2 separate regions of the Cricetulus griseus genome follow, and region 2 is linked to region 1. The links are chromatin contacts, called in public Hi-C maps. All regions are on one chromosome and are shown on one strand. The core of a region is the stretch at or near the end of the contact, and the rest is flanking DNA. Distances in the headings are between cores, read along the strand shown. Region 1 has its middle 85 kb from the start of Kcnh2. Region 2 has its middle 19 kb from the start of Tmem176a.

The links. Hi-C and Micro-C count contacts between places; a contact is called where the count stands out from the background.
Region 2: a Hi-C map of the CHO-K1 cell line shows a contact between it and region 1, with 3 times the contacts expected there. The contact joins two enhancer-like sites. A contact is called at or near these places in 2 of 8 Hi-C or Micro-C datasets (the CHK-Q cell line and the CHO-K1 cell line).

What each region holds. Positions count from the first base shown.
Region 1 is chr8:98,257,314-98,264,455 of CriGri-PICRH-1.0, reverse strand. No RefSeq gene overlaps it. Among named protein-coding and RNA genes, the nearest start is that of Kcnh2, 85 kb to the right of the region's middle. Within about 2 kb of position 2,160, at least 4 of the 6 cell types and tissues checked have open chromatin away from gene starts, as enhancers often do. A contact at or near this core is called in the CHO-K1 cell line, where this site is marked.
Region 2 is chr8:98,389,403-98,397,220 of CriGri-PICRH-1.0, reverse strand. No RefSeq gene overlaps it. Among named protein-coding and RNA genes, the nearest start is that of Tmem176a, 19 kb to the left of the region's middle. Within about 2 kb of position 3,205, at least 6 of the 6 cell types and tissues checked have open chromatin away from gene starts, as enhancers often do. A contact at or near this core is called in the CHO-K1 cell line, where this site is marked.

The sequences.
Region 1 (7,142 bases), core at 911-3,410:
TTCCAGACATGAAGAACCTGGACACTGTGTACAGATGACCCATGAGGCCCCCTCCAATATCATTTTGATAAACAGACCCAGACCCAATAACATAGGTAGGAAGGCGGGGAAAGGTGACACCTCTGTCCCCAGGTACTGCTGCCCCTTAAGTAGTTCCAGGACCATCTGCCTCAGGACCCAGGGCCAACTGAGTTCAGACAGACACACCACCAGACTGGAAACAAAGTTTCGCCCATGGATAACAGCTCTGGGGGAGGACCCCTGGCAACACCCTTTGAGGTAGCAGATGGTAAAGATCTTGGTTTGATGATTTGCCTCCCATGGCCCCAGATGGCCGTGGACATTTGACAGCTCACATGCCCCAGAATGAGGGCAGGGACAGGGATCTGCCTGGGACACATCTCTGTGTGTGCTTGGTTTATAAACCAAAAGACACTCCCAGGAGGGAGAGCCTTTTTCAACACACAGCCACCTACCTGTGCCTCACCAGGAACAGAGACATTGTCCCCTGGGACATACATGCTGACGGGAGTACCACAAGCATGGGAACAGAAGCTGAAGAAAACTTGGGGCTGGGCTCTGAGAAGAGATCCCTCTCCCCCGCCATGCTCTGAGCCATCTTTGCAGAGATCTGCAGACAGCGCAGACAGCAGAGGGAGAACAGAGGATGTAAACAAGGTGTGTCCTGCCCACCTGTCTCCCTGCAGCCCTGATTCATCTCAGCCCCATGTAAAGCAGAGTATAATTTTGTTTGTGGCTACCCCGATGCCAGGTGGAGATGCAAATAGGAAAGCTGTTAGAGAACTAGACTGTTTTACATGAGGAAGAGGAAACCATGTGGGCACAGAACCTGTTGCTTTAGAGGCCTTTGGGAGAGGGAAAGGGAGGAGGCTGTGACCACCTGTCCTGCGTTCTCCAACACACAGAAACCCTGGCTCAGCATCAGCAAGGCTCAGGGCTCTCTATGAAGGAGTTCAAGCCCAGCCTAAGTGAATATGGAGACCCTATCTCAAAACCCAAAACAAACACACAAAAACTTCTCTACTTTAAGTACAAAACAAGATAAAGCATTTTGGAACAGGGGCCTCTGTGTTGTCTGGACCCCACAGCCTTGTGGAAGGCATCTCTGCCGGGGTGGAAGTCTAGTGTCGCCTAGCTATACAGATTCACAGAGGAGTCACACGATCTCTGAGACCCCAATTTCTCTAGCAGGAAAATGTTTAGCTGACTTTCAAGTCCCCTCATTCCAGGTCTGAAGAGTATGTTGCAAGTAGCTCTTTGTGTCCCTGGCTTGGCTTCTCAGTGTCGGCTGAATCCATGACCCTGTGGCCACTCTGCCTACCCTGGTGCTTTCATCCATGTGGCCAGGCCGCCCCTACCTCACTGCTTCATTGACCCCAGCACGGCAAACCAGTAGGTCCATGCCTCCTCTCACTCACCCCACTGGGGAGCAGCCCAGCCCACACACCCCACTGGGGAGCAGCCCACACACCACTGCCGGCCGGGTTTCCAGTTTCTGCTCCAGACTGAAAGATAAGACGTTGTCCCTTTGTTACTTCAGCCTTCTCCAAGGACCTCTGCCATCTGTCTCTGTTGCTTGGAGCCACACTTAGTCCAAAGGCTCAGTGGACTCAGGGCTGAGAGGGAACCAGTACCCAGGCGGCATCAAGTGGCCCCATTAGCAAAGGGAGAAGACAGCCGACCACCTGCACCACCTGCCACCCACCAGTGTGGGTGGCAGCCTGTGTGGCCCCGCCCAGAGTCTCTCCACCAACCTCGGGAATTTCTAAACCTTGAAGAAAGTTGGTGGGAGCCATTATTGGTCACTTCAGAATTTGTTTGGGGTTTTTTTTCATTTTGTTTTTAAGCTCAAGCTGTCATGGAACTCACAGCAATCCTTCTGCCTCGGCTTCCTGAGCCACCAACCAATCCCAGCTTCATTTTAGGTTTGTGCCCAAGGTCAGCAGAAGGAAGTATTAACAAGCTCAGCTACATTAAAGCCACTCCACCCACAGCTCAAACCACCGCCAATCAATTCTGCTTGGGTTGCTGACGGGTCAGGCTCCCAGGGTGCTAATTTCCTGCTCCTGGAGTATCAGTGAGTCATCTGCCTCCCTCCTCTCCACTTTAACTGTTGCTCTGAGACCAGAGTCTGCAGAAGGGCGGTCACATGGCATCTTTATTTAGTAGCCAGTTCTCAGCTGGCAGGAGGAGAAGGATAGCCAGACACTTCCTAGAAGCAGCCATCTCCCCCCCTCCCCCATTTCCGGAGCCCACGAGAGTTAGGAAGCTCAATAGTGTCTTAAATTCCTGTAGTCTATGCCAAACCGCTGACGTTCAAGATTCGGGGTGCTGACTAAAGTATAAGCTGGGACTGAGATGCAAATGGCTGAGAAACAGACTTCCGCGGGCACCTCCGGGTAGTGCCATGTGCCGTGCGGCCACCAGGTGGCGCTCAACACTTCAAGCTGCCACCAGGGCCAGGCCAGGCGGGAGCCGGGTTAATCTTGCACAGATTAATGCCTCCAGGTGTGAGTCAGAAGCCTGACCAAATGTCACAAAATTATCGTGAATTCATCTAGACCAAGTTCATCTGAATGTCACAGAAAGCTACGTTAAAAATGACTTCCACAGGCCTCACCCTCCAGGGGGAGCAGAAAGGATATGTGATAGGTAGGGTTTTAGTTGGGGAGGGTGGTAGGGGAGGAGGGGAGGGAGTGGTAACTGGGGTTGACATGTAAAACAATCTTGTTTCTAATTCAAATTTAAAAAAAATTTGCAAAAAAAGAAAAAAGAAAGACAAGAAAATGACTTCCACAGGGCACATTTACTTGTGAATTGTGGGTCGGGCTGTTGTAGGTCTCCTTCCTCACAGCCTCCTCGGCCCCACTTCAAGAATTCGCAAACACTTCCTAGGACAGTGCCTCATACCTGTGATCAGCATTTGGGAGCTGAAGCAGAAGGGTCACCACACATTCAAGGCCAGCCAAGGCTACATAGTGAGACCCTATTCCAAAAACCATGCAAAGTTCACAGACATCAGCTCTCCTTACAAATCATGAATTGTAACTCTTATCCACACAAGGCCTCTGGGAGCTGGGTCATCTGCACATCCCGAGTTACTTCCGGTTCACTTGGGGGAAGGACGTGGAAAAGCATGAGGCCGCTGAAGACTCCTGGGCCTGCCCACCAGGTTCCCTGAGCCCTGCGCTCCCCAGGCCTGAGGCCCGGCTCCCTGCCTGTTTGTTGGTGATAATGACTCTGTCCAGTGTCCCATGAGAATCTCACCTCCAATGTGTCTAAGCCAGCTCTGACTCACAGTTCTCCTGTGTTCCCTGGATGGGGAAGTGACCATTACTTCTGTCTTAGTTTTGTTTCATGTTGCTGTGATTTAAAAAAAAAAAAAAGTGCAAAAGCAACTTAGGGAGAAAGGCGCTTATTTCAGCTCACAGTTCCAGGTTACAGCCCATCGCGGCATGGAGCTCAAGGTGCAAAAACCCGAGACATCTAGTGACAACCACAGTTGAGAGCAAAAGAAGAGCAAATTGCACGCCTGCCTTGCTCAGCTCGCCTTCCCCGCTGACACAGTTCAGAACCTCCTGTTTAGGGACTGGTCTTCCCACATCCATTGACGGGATCAAGATAATTCCCCCAAAGACATGCTTAGGGGCCAACCTACTCTAGACAATCCCTCATGAAGACATTCTTCCCAAAGGAGTCGAGATGTGTCAAGTGGCCAAAACTAACCGTAGAAAAGTATCCCTGTCACCCAAGGACCCAAAGCCACCCTGGCCACCCTTTCCTTCCGCCTTTGTCCTCTCCTCTACACTTTGACTTCTTGGAAGTTAATAAGCGCATTGTGAGAAACTATAAAACAATGACACAAAGACGAAACTGCAGGCGTCGCGGTTGGACAAACCCTTTCTGAGCACGCAGAGACGCCATGTCCGTGTGGCATGGCAACAGGCAACATGCATCACGCTTGTACACACGTCAGAGATGCAAAGCCCAAAGCTCTGAGGGAAGTCCCATCGCTTAGCAATGTCCTCCTGAGTTAGAGCCTTCCTCAGTGTTTCTGGGGTCTGTCATCTTTCCTTTCCCACAGTAGCCTCCTGCTCTTCCTCCCAGGCCTGAAGACTGACTCTGCCCGGGCTTACATCCACCAGACAGACCTATCCCACTCTTGACTGCAGAGGGATCAGTCCACGCCACCCTCCTAATGAAAGCCCTATGGCTCCCACCATCCTCCGGGCACAATGAAATCCACACCCCTCCCCAGGACTGAGCAGGTCTTGGGGATAGGACTTGTCCCTACAGGCTCCTCAAAGCCGTGCTGCATAGGCACTGTTTCCTACATGCCCCTGGAAAGCCACAGCCCCATCAGTTCTGTGGCCCTGGGTGATGGCCGGGGCTTTTAGCACACATTCACTCTACTTCATCATAAGATTTAATCCCCCATGACGCTGGGCTTGACCACAAGCTTTCACCGCCAGAGTGAGGGTGGAGAGGGAGAATACAGGCAGAAATTCTGCCCATTCTCCACAAATCCAGGGTGAGAAGTCCTTTCCCCAGAGAGTGTCGGCCTATGCCCAGAGCTGCTTCAGGCTCTGCTAAAGCTCAGCTTTTTGCACCCACAATCATTCTGAGACCCACCGTGTTGAGAATCAGTTCTGGTTCTGTCACAGAACGTGGCCACAATGGCTGCTCCAGGCATCAGTCACTGGTGCACAGGCAGGCAGCATTATCTGCTCTGAAATTCACTTCCACCTCAGGGCCTTCGCACGGCCTGATGCCACGGCCTGATTCTCCCTGCCCTGGCCTTCCCAGTAGCTGATTTGCCCCATCCGTGCATGAATTCAGGCCAATGAGACAGCTCAATAAATAAGAGGCATTTATGGCCAATCCTGAAGACCTGAGTTCAGTCCCTGGGCCCACACGGTGAAAGGAGACCAATTTCCTTGAATTGTTCTCTGACCTCTGCGTGTATGCCATTTGTTTGTTTGTTTGTTTGTTTCAAGGGATGGCTCCTGTGGAGGTCAGAAAACAACCAACAGTGTCAGTTCTCTCCTTCCACCATGGGGACCAGGGGATAAAACTCAGGTCCCCAGGCTTGACAGCAAGTACCTTTACTGACTGAGCCATCTCACCAGTCCAACATAAGTTCTTTCATGCGTGTCTGTGGATTCAGAGGGCTTAGACCTCAGTTGCCCCATGTAGAACACCATGGTGGCAGAAACATGTGGCAAAGGACATCTGTCAACGTGGTGACCAACAGGAAGCAGAGAGAAAGGCCCATCCCTGTGACCTGTCTCCACCAGCTAGGCCTTGCCTCTGAAAAGCCCCATAGCCTTCCGAAACAATACCACTAGCATGAAATCCAAGGCCCAGTTCCCCAATGGGGAATGAGCCTGTGCAGGACACTTCAGGTTCAAAACACAGCACTCCACTCCTCACCCCCAAAAGGGTCATGGGCCATCACATAATATCAAATGCATTCTCTTCTACTTCAAAAGTCTCCAAGTACTCTAAGTTCCAGTGCTGCTGTGTTTTAAATGTGGAATGTGCCCCACAGGCTCTTATGTTTGAACACTTGGTCCCCAGTGTTGGTGGCACTGTTTTAGGAAGGTCATGGAGGGAAGCCATAGCAGAGAAAGACTGGAAACCCCTGGATTGTGGTTTTGCTGTGTGATAAAATGGAGCAGATGCACATGGGGGGGGGGTTAATAAGTAAATGACCCCTCAAAGACCTGGATCCAGCTCTGACCCTTTCTAAGCTCATTTTACTAAACTCTTCCCTTTCCTGTTACTCCTCGCCTGCTCTCTCCGATGCGTTGGTCAGGGGCACAATAGATAAACTGGAACTCTCAGTCTGCGCCCTCCAGTCTCAGATCTGCACGATGGCAGGAAAATGTGACAACAAAGCGGGGAACGGGAAGCGGCCGGGGCTGAACCAGGGTTTGTGCACAGTCCTCAAAGTCCATCCCCGACTTTTGCCAGCTGAGGCCACCTTTTAAAATGTCCATGGCCTCCCAAATCAGCTTCACCAGTCAGGGAGCAAACATCTCTCACAGGAGCCTGTGGGGGACATGTAAACCTCAGCATGCAGCTGTCACCTCTCTCCACAGAAGCCCCACCCCAAGGCTGCACTGCTCACGTCGTCTTTCTCAACATCTAGAATTCTCTAAGCTACAAATGTTTTTCTAGGTCCTTGTGTGCCTCCCCAAGCCTGAATGCAGCTCTGCGATAAGGGGACTCTGTGATCCTTGTGACCGTCCTGGGGGCGTTTGCTGCATTCATGTTTTCCCAGGCTGGTCTGTCTGCCCCTCCCTCCAAGACTGCAAACTCTGCACTAGGACTCATTTTCTGTCATCCCCTGACAGAAATCCCTGAGGGGCTTCTGGCCTCCTGTCCTGCTCCTGTTTCCAGTGATTTTTTGGACAGAGAAGGTGCCATTTGCTCTAAGACTCCAAGAGCTGAGTGACTTCAGGTTTAGTGACACTTGGAACTTTATGACAGTTCCAAAGCTGGAAGAAGAGCAGGCCCAGTGGTGGCCCAGAGCATGGTGGGCCATGCCTTTGCAAAGGCTGCATCTGGGAAGGTGTCCCTGGGTCCCTTTTACCTCCTGCTCAACCGAGTCTCTGTCACTCTGTTATTCAGTAGCTTTTTGGTGGATGTGACCAGAAACACAGACTGAATACAGCTCTGAACAAGAGCCGGCAGGAAGACTTGAGCACATGCCCCAGTGGTGGAAGTTCAGAACCCAGGCCCTGCCAAAGAGCTAGGAGCCAATGGGATATAGCAGGGGCTGGGGCGGGGCCTCCATCCACCCTCAGCCTGAGCAGATTGGTTTCATTTGAATCTGTCTCCTTGCGTGGAGTGTCTGAGACAATGCAGGTCACAGCCCAAAGAGAGGGACTCTGTCCTGGAAGGTCACGTGGCTCACCTGGGCCCTAGGATCCTAGACCATGGGACGATGGATAGAATCTGTAAAGATGCCAGAATCGCCGGGCATTGGTGGCGCACCTTTAATCCCAGCACTCAGGAGGCAGAGGCAGGCGGGTCTCTGTGAGTTCGAGGCCAGCCTGGTCTCCAGAGTGAGTGCCAGGATAGGCTCCAAAGCTACACAGAGAAAAAAAAAAAAA
Region 2 (7,818 bases), core at 1,956-4,455, 130 kb before region 1:
CTTGGGGTGGGGCTGGCAGAAGTGTCCCTTTGCAGGCTATACCCAGTCACTGGTTCCTGGCCCTCTCTTTGTTCCTGGCGCACCATGGTATGCCAGATCTACACACGCTGCTTCCGTCAGGAACTGAGCCACGCACAATGCATAATGACTAAAACCCCGTGAAACAGTGAGCCCAAAGAAGACTTTCCTCCTTCAAGATGGTTCTGTCAGACAGCTTAGCAACGGTGAAGCAAAGTGACCAATACAACACTCCACGTTCTTTCCAAATGTGTGCAGTCGCCTTCCAGATCAAGACAGGAACCCTGGGCCTATGACTTTGGATGTATTTTCCTATGCACAATTTGCTTTTGATTTATTTATTTTTATTACTATTATTATTTTTAAATTCCAGGTAAGAATGGCATGGTTTAACAGGAAAGAACACCAAAGGATTTTCTAGGGCTTCAGGAAAGGCAGGTTCATGGAAGGGACTGTAGCTGGGGAGCAGGGCTGGGCAGGAGAGATGGAAGGCAGGGTCAGGCCGCCTACCACCAGCCGCTCCCCAAGTCTGGAACCCTCAGAGGCTGTAAACAAAGCCACTTGCCAGATCCTGCCAGTAAAAGGCCATTTCCTAGCAGAACAATTTGATTGACATTTGTGTAATTGAATGTTTACAGTCTGGTCACTTAAGGGCAGATCTAAAAGCACTGCAGAAGTCAAATCCGCACCATCTTTAAAAGCCTGAGAGAGGAAGGAGTACTATACCAGTGCCTGCCACAGCTTCACTGTGCGATGCTTATCACAGAAATATGTGTTTAAAGCTCTGAGACTGACGAGTTCACAAACAGAATTAAAATGAAAGTTGAATTTAAATCCAAATGCCTAGTTCCTTCTATAGTCCTTACTTGAACCCTTTGCTGCAATCAGCAGATGTGACTAAACCTGTCACCTAGTGGCTATTTTTAAACACACACACACACACACACACACACACACACACACACACACACAAGAAAAAGAAAAAAAAATGGAAGAGGGGAGCTGATTAAGAAAAACCTAGTCTCAGCTCTTTCGAAAATGCTCATTCCCCAACTGAGCAAACGTCTCTTAATGCTTCCTGCTTCCTGCTTAGAAGTTCCCATTGGCCCCGGAGATTCAAGGAGATAAGGTCATGCTGGCCCCTGTGGATGCTGCGGAGTGAGGCCTCCCCTTCCCTGTCAGGTTTGCCCAGACACCCATTCTATCTCAGCTGGCTATTGGAGCTGTGCCCCAGGTCCCAGATTTAGAGTTTTCCTACTGTTGTACTATCTTCCACCCATTTCCTCCTAGTCCATCCCACTCACCTTGGAATACACAGTTCAGGGAGGGGGCACTCTAGCTCTAAGGGGGAGTCACCCCACCACAGCTCACCCTTCTTCTCCAGCATCCACAGACTCTCAGCCCAGTTCTGCTCTGACCCATACCCCCGTTTCACTGAAAGTACCCTTCACTCAAAATAAGGAGGTACAAATCTAAAGGGTCTTCTTGAAAACAGTCGCCTCCCTCTAACCAGAGGCCGGAGAGTGGAAGCAGTATGAGCAAAGGCCAAGAGAAGATCTTCTTGAGAACACAGACCCAAGTCCCTTGCACCATCTGGTCACATTTACCCTTGAGACACAGATCTTCTAACCAGGACACAAAGCAACAACTGTAAAATGAAGTGTTGAGAAAACTCATTGCATTGATTCACCAAAACAGAACAAATTCAATGAAGAGATAAGATATACCACCCAGGGTCACAGGGTATCTGTGAGCATGTGATTACTATTTGTAGTAGGACCAAGATGGTAAAGTACTAGCTATGTCATAGGAAGAGTTCATTTAATTCATCAAGGCAGCAGAAAATGTAGCCAAGACACTGGACAACAGTAGATATCCAAATGACCAATAAACACAAGAAACATACTCAATATTATTGATAGATACCTCATCAGGTCAAATTACAACCACAATAAGAAAACATAAAACAAATTACCATATTTGACAAAGAAAAAGTCCTGTTTGGTAATATCAAGTGATGGTAAGGATGGCAAGGATGCCCCAGTAGGAACTAGTGTAGTTACATTGAAAAATGACTGCACACTAGTATAAAGTTGCAACCTGACACTGATGACGTCACCAACTCACTCTGGAACAGATTTATCAACCCATATACACCAATACGATCGTAGATCACAGTTTGTAATCCCCCAATCCAGAAACAAACCACCAGTAAAATGGATTGTCAGTTGCAGATTCTCAGAGTGAAAAAACACATAATAGCATTCATGGACACATGAAATTGAGCAAAACATGAAAGACATACAAGACATCACCTTCACAAGACTCTGTTTGTATGAGGTTCAACACAGGCAAAGCCAGTCTTTATCCTCTGGGGATGCATCCAAAAGCCAGTCCAGAGCAAAGGAAAGAGGTAATGCCATGCAGATCAGTTGTGGGAGGAGGAAAAAGACCTGGCATCCTTGAAGCAATGAGCCATTTCTTGGCTTCCTTTGTGTCTGTCCACAGTACCTTAATTCTGTGTTTATTTTTCATATACATATATTTCATTATTAAAAGATAATAAACACAAAATTTCATCAGGGTCAGAGGTTTCTGGACAAACCCTGCGGACAAAAGGATAGAAATTCCACTGGAGTGGTGAATTAGGCCAGGTAGAAGTTTACAGATTGTACTCCGAATTGAACATCAGAAATAAACCAGGATTGGGGGGTGTTACTCTGGAGACTAATGCAAGAGGAAGGACTGCAAGTCCAAGGCTTGCCTGAACTACATATTTGAGTTCAAGGTTAACCTAGATAACGTAGTGAGACTCGGTCTCAAAATAGAAAGAAAGAAAAAAACAAAACAAAACCAAAAACCAGCTCTGCTTCCTGGTCCCCTGGCATGTGAACACGCAGAGACATTTAGGAAAGCAGTGCTGTTCCAGGGAGCTCAAGAAACACCCTGTCAGTCCCTGCTATGGAGAAGTCGGCGCCTGCTACTAAGCGGGCACACAGTAGGGCACTAAGTATATTTTGCAGGAATCCCAAACCCAACAGTAAGGTTGACAAAAATCTTTGAATCTGCACCGCCCGGACACAAGGGAGCGCTGTTCTCACACAGCAGAAGGCTGGGTTTACCGCGACTAGGGCTCCTGTGCCCTCCTTGGCTGTTACAGCGTGAGTGGCAGGCTGTGATCCCGTGAACCACGACCCCGCCGCCGCCGCCGAGCCTCTGCCGGCGCCCCGCCTCTCTCCGCAGCGCCCAGGGGCCCCAAGAGGAGGCCCATGCGCTTCTGCGCTTCGCCGACAGGCGGCGCTGTCCTAAAGCAGCTCCGCCCGGCCAGCCTGATTTTGTTTGAAGTCACATCACCTTCCCAGCAGCAAACAAGGAGACCAGTCCTGACTTGCAGCGCTAGCACCTCTCCCCTCAGCGTTTCCCGCCCCAAGCTGCTGTTCCCACCTGAGTTGTCCTAGCCAGTGGCTGTCATCCTGCGTGTTACCCTAACTTCCACGTGCGGCCGGCTCCCTTAGGCCACTCTAAACCAGGAATGGCTTCCTCCGCACTCCATCACCCCATCACCCACTCACACAGAGTACAGAATTCCTTTTGGACCCAACTCTTTCTTCAAGGGTTGTTGCCTGGTCGTGTGGGTGTTGGTTTGTTTTGGGATCAGGACTCGCTCTATAGCCTAGGCTGGCTGCAGCTTCATAGCCTCAGTCTCCCAAGTGCTGGTTACAGGTGTGAGCCTTTTCAGGGTACCCTTTTCCCCGAGATCTGGGCCCGGGCTTTCTGCCAGAAGGCAGAGCACTTATGTTCGGTTCGTGATCATGAAAACCAGTCAGGCTCGACCCTAGAAAGATAAGAAAGTTTGGAGTTTGCAGATGGCAGGTCCATTTGAGACTTTCATGACCACTAAGCCCAGTACTAGGTTTCTCAGTGAGACAAGCTGAGAACAGAAAGTAGAGCTGGAAAGTGTCTCTTAGGGGCCTAGTGACTGCTACCCCAGAGAAAGAGTATGCCCAGACTGTCCACCTGCCACCATGGCTCAGGAGAAAAGTGGTGTCATGTTCTTGCTCATGAGTGCAGGTGCCTTCGTCCATGCTTAGGGAGAAGGATAGAGTATTCCTGGTGTTGTTTTTCTCTGCAGACCTGCCTTCCAGACAGTTCTCTCTGCCCTGTACCTGAAAGGCTGGCCTTTAGGGACTCCTGAAAGGCACAGGACTGACTTTGGGTTAGGCTCGTAGGGAGCTTGGCAGCTGAATAAGCTCTCGTGGTTTCCGCTGTGCCAGGTCAACATCCAGTGTGGTTCTGCTCTGCGAAAGACCTCTGTCCAGCTAGAGGTGAAGAGGGCACCAACCACTGCCAGCCTGGTTGTTCTACCAGCCCTCCACAATTTCCTTAACCTCGCTCATTTTTGTAAATGTCTGTTCTGCCTGTAGAACGCCTTCTGCTTCCTAATAGGACCCCACCAGACACACTGAAGTTTCTTTTCCTTCATAGCATCTAAAGCCAGCCTCTGAGCTAAGCTCAACGACACAGAGGTGAGGGACAAAGGTGACCAGCTCACCACGGGGCCTGATGAATCTAGGATGAAGGTAACAGCCGGTGGGGACAGAGCCCAGGGAGCAATGATCATGTGAAGCATTCCAATCATAGACCTCAGGCTTGAGGGAGGGCGGTGGAATATTCCAGGCAGCTGTGTAGAAACTAAAGGAGGGCAAGTGGTCAGTTCTGCAGGGACTAGCTAAGTCAGGAGCACTGTCGGAAGTCTGGAAGCAGACAGTCGGTTTCCCCTGGAGAACGCTCATTCTGGCAAGGACAGAGAGGTAGGGGTGGCAAGCTTGGGAACAAGGAAGCCCGTGGGGAATGCTTCTGGGACACAGGCAGACAGAAGTTCATGAGCTAAAACAAATGGGAGAGTAGTGGGTGGAAGAGATAAACTAAGATCCTAGGAACTAGGCCTTGCTGCCCGGCACCCTTGCAATCCCTACACTGTGGGGACTGGAGTCTGGAGGCTGAATTGTGAGTTCTAGGCTAGCCTGGGCTACATAGTCAAACTGTCTTCAAACACACACATGGCCACCAATAACAACAGCAAGCACCACTCACTAGTACATTGGGAGTAGGAAGGGGAGAAGGGTAAGTCTGAAAATCCATTTCTAAGTGGATAGCCATGGCATTCTTTCACAAGAGAGGCAATGTATTCCATTCAGTCTTCTTGAGACAGGTGCCTGCAGGACAGGCAAGGAAAGAGGAAAGGGAAGGGAAGGAAAGGGAAGAGAAGGGAGGGGAGGGGAGGGGAGGAGAGGAGAGGAGAGGGGAGGAGAGGAAAGAGCCTGCTAGGAAGCTGTACACGTAGGTCTGAGTTCACAATAGTCTAGACTAATGCTGTGTATTTTCTTCCTTTCAAAAACATCTACCTACTTTGTGTGTCTGAGCGTTCTGCCTGCATGCATGTCTGGGCGCGACATGTGTGCCTGGTGCCTATGGAGGTCAAAAGAGAGCTTCAGATGCCCTAGGACTGGAGTTATAGACATTTGTAAGTCACCCTGCAGGTGCTGGGTCTCTAGAAGGGCAGCCAATGCTCTTAACCACTGAGCCATCTCTCTAGTGAGCTATCTTACAGAATCTGTTGAGTGCTGGTCATCTTCAAGACCCGCAGAGCAGTGTGAGTCAACAGTGCAGGCAAATGCCCATGTGTCTCTGCTCTGCTATTTGCTCAGAAGCTGATGACCAGTCACAACGTTGACCATCTCAGGATTGGTGTGTATTAAGAAATAAAAGGAGCTTTTGATAAAGATATCCTTTATTAGAAAAACACCATCCAGACAAAAGCCAGAGCATGCCAGGGGCAGCAAGGCAGGGAGGCCAGAGAGAAGGGGCTCCCATGTGTCTTGCAGCCCCTTAAAACCCTATCACATTTCATCCTGACCTCACCTTGACCACACCCTGACAGGCGTGGTCAGGCACACCTGTAGCCAGTTTCTAGCAGGCATGGCTTACACTGTCCCCTACAGGTGTGAGCCATCAGGTGCTGTGTCAGATACTTTATGGAGAATACTTCGACCCCATTTGTTAGGAAGTTCACACAACCCTATAGGCTCCAGCTTACGAAGAATTCAGTAACTTGCTCCCAGGCCACCTCCTAGAAATTGTCCTCACAGGTAGGAATCTAGACACCAAACCCCAAGCTACTGGGAGGTTCCTTAATCCTTTCCCTGAGCTGACAGGACCCATAAATGGGAGTCCATTCCATCTTACCACAAGTTCAGAGAGCTCAAATCACTCCTATTGTCATTTATTTATTTATTTATTTATTTATTTATTTATTTATTTATTGGTTTTTCGAGACAGGGTTTCTCTGTGGCTTTGGAGGCTGTCCTGAAACTAGCTCTGTCTGGTCTCAAATTCACAGAGATCTGTCTGCCTCTGCCTCTGCCTCTGCCTCTCTGCCTCTGCCTCCTGAGTGCTGGGATTAAAGGTTTGCACCACCACCACCAGGCCCTATTGTCCTTAAGACATTGGTTTAAAGGCTGCAGGATGCCCTGGCCTCTGTGGTGAATGGCTCCTATCTAAAAACAATAGACCCAGGCAGGTTTACTCTCACCCTAAAGGCTAGGTGATACAAGCACCTATTAAGCACCTGAAGGCCAAGTAGTACATGCAGCTTTGGAGTGTCTTTAGGATTAAGGGAAGTAATTGCTATTTATTTATACATGATAATAGAAGTCTTCTGCCATTGTCCCCACCTTTGGTTGATTACTTATGATGCATTAATAAACTGCCTTCCTGACCGCTAAACTGAGTCTCTGATTCTTAATTCTTTTAGCTAGCCTTTCCCTCACCCACACTCCCCCACTCAGGAATGGCCCCGGGGCTGCTCAGCTGGTCCTGACCGCAGCCCCAACAAACACCAGTCCAGAGACACTGAGCAAACAGCCCAGTTACTATCTTTTCAAGGACTTCATTTCCCCCTTCAGAACAGGAGGCTTAGCAGGGACTCAGATGCACTGCCTTTCCTGCCTGTGGTGTCTCTCAAGTCCATATTTGTTGCAGAAGTTCTGAGCATCTCCCCCCCTCCTAAGGATGAGGCTGATGAAAGTAGATCTTGATGACATTTCAAGTGGTGGGAGCCACAGGCAACACTGCACTCCTGTGGGAGCCAGGTGTGGTGGTGCACTCCTGATCTCAGCACCTGGAGAACAGGGTCAGGGAAAGCACCAGAAGTCTGAGGCCAGCCTGGTCAACAAAGCAAGCTCCAAGCCAGGAAGAGCTATATAACCAGACTCTGTCCCAAAAATGAAAAGAAAAAAAGCATGGAAATTCTGGAGTGTACGTTGCTCCCTGAAAAGTGAAAATGCCAATTAAATAATTTACATTTTGTTCTGCTTACTTTACTACACACACACTCACACACATTCACACACTCACACACACTCACACACACTCACACACTCTCACACTCTCACACACACATACACACTCACACACTCTCACACACTCACACACTCTCACACTCACACACTCACATACACACTCACACACTCTCACACTCACACTCACACACTCTCACACTCACACACTCACATACACACTCACACACTCACACACACTCACACACTCACATACACACTTACACACTCACACCCACTCACACACATTTATTTGCCCTGATCTATCTGCATGCATTTCGGAGCCAGGTGCAAATATCTATAATTACCTGGAATAGTCTCCATACTTGTTTCAGTTCTTTTTAAACGTTAGCTTTAAGATAAAATCAAGATATGGTTGTGTTCAGTATTCCCATTCTAGCTA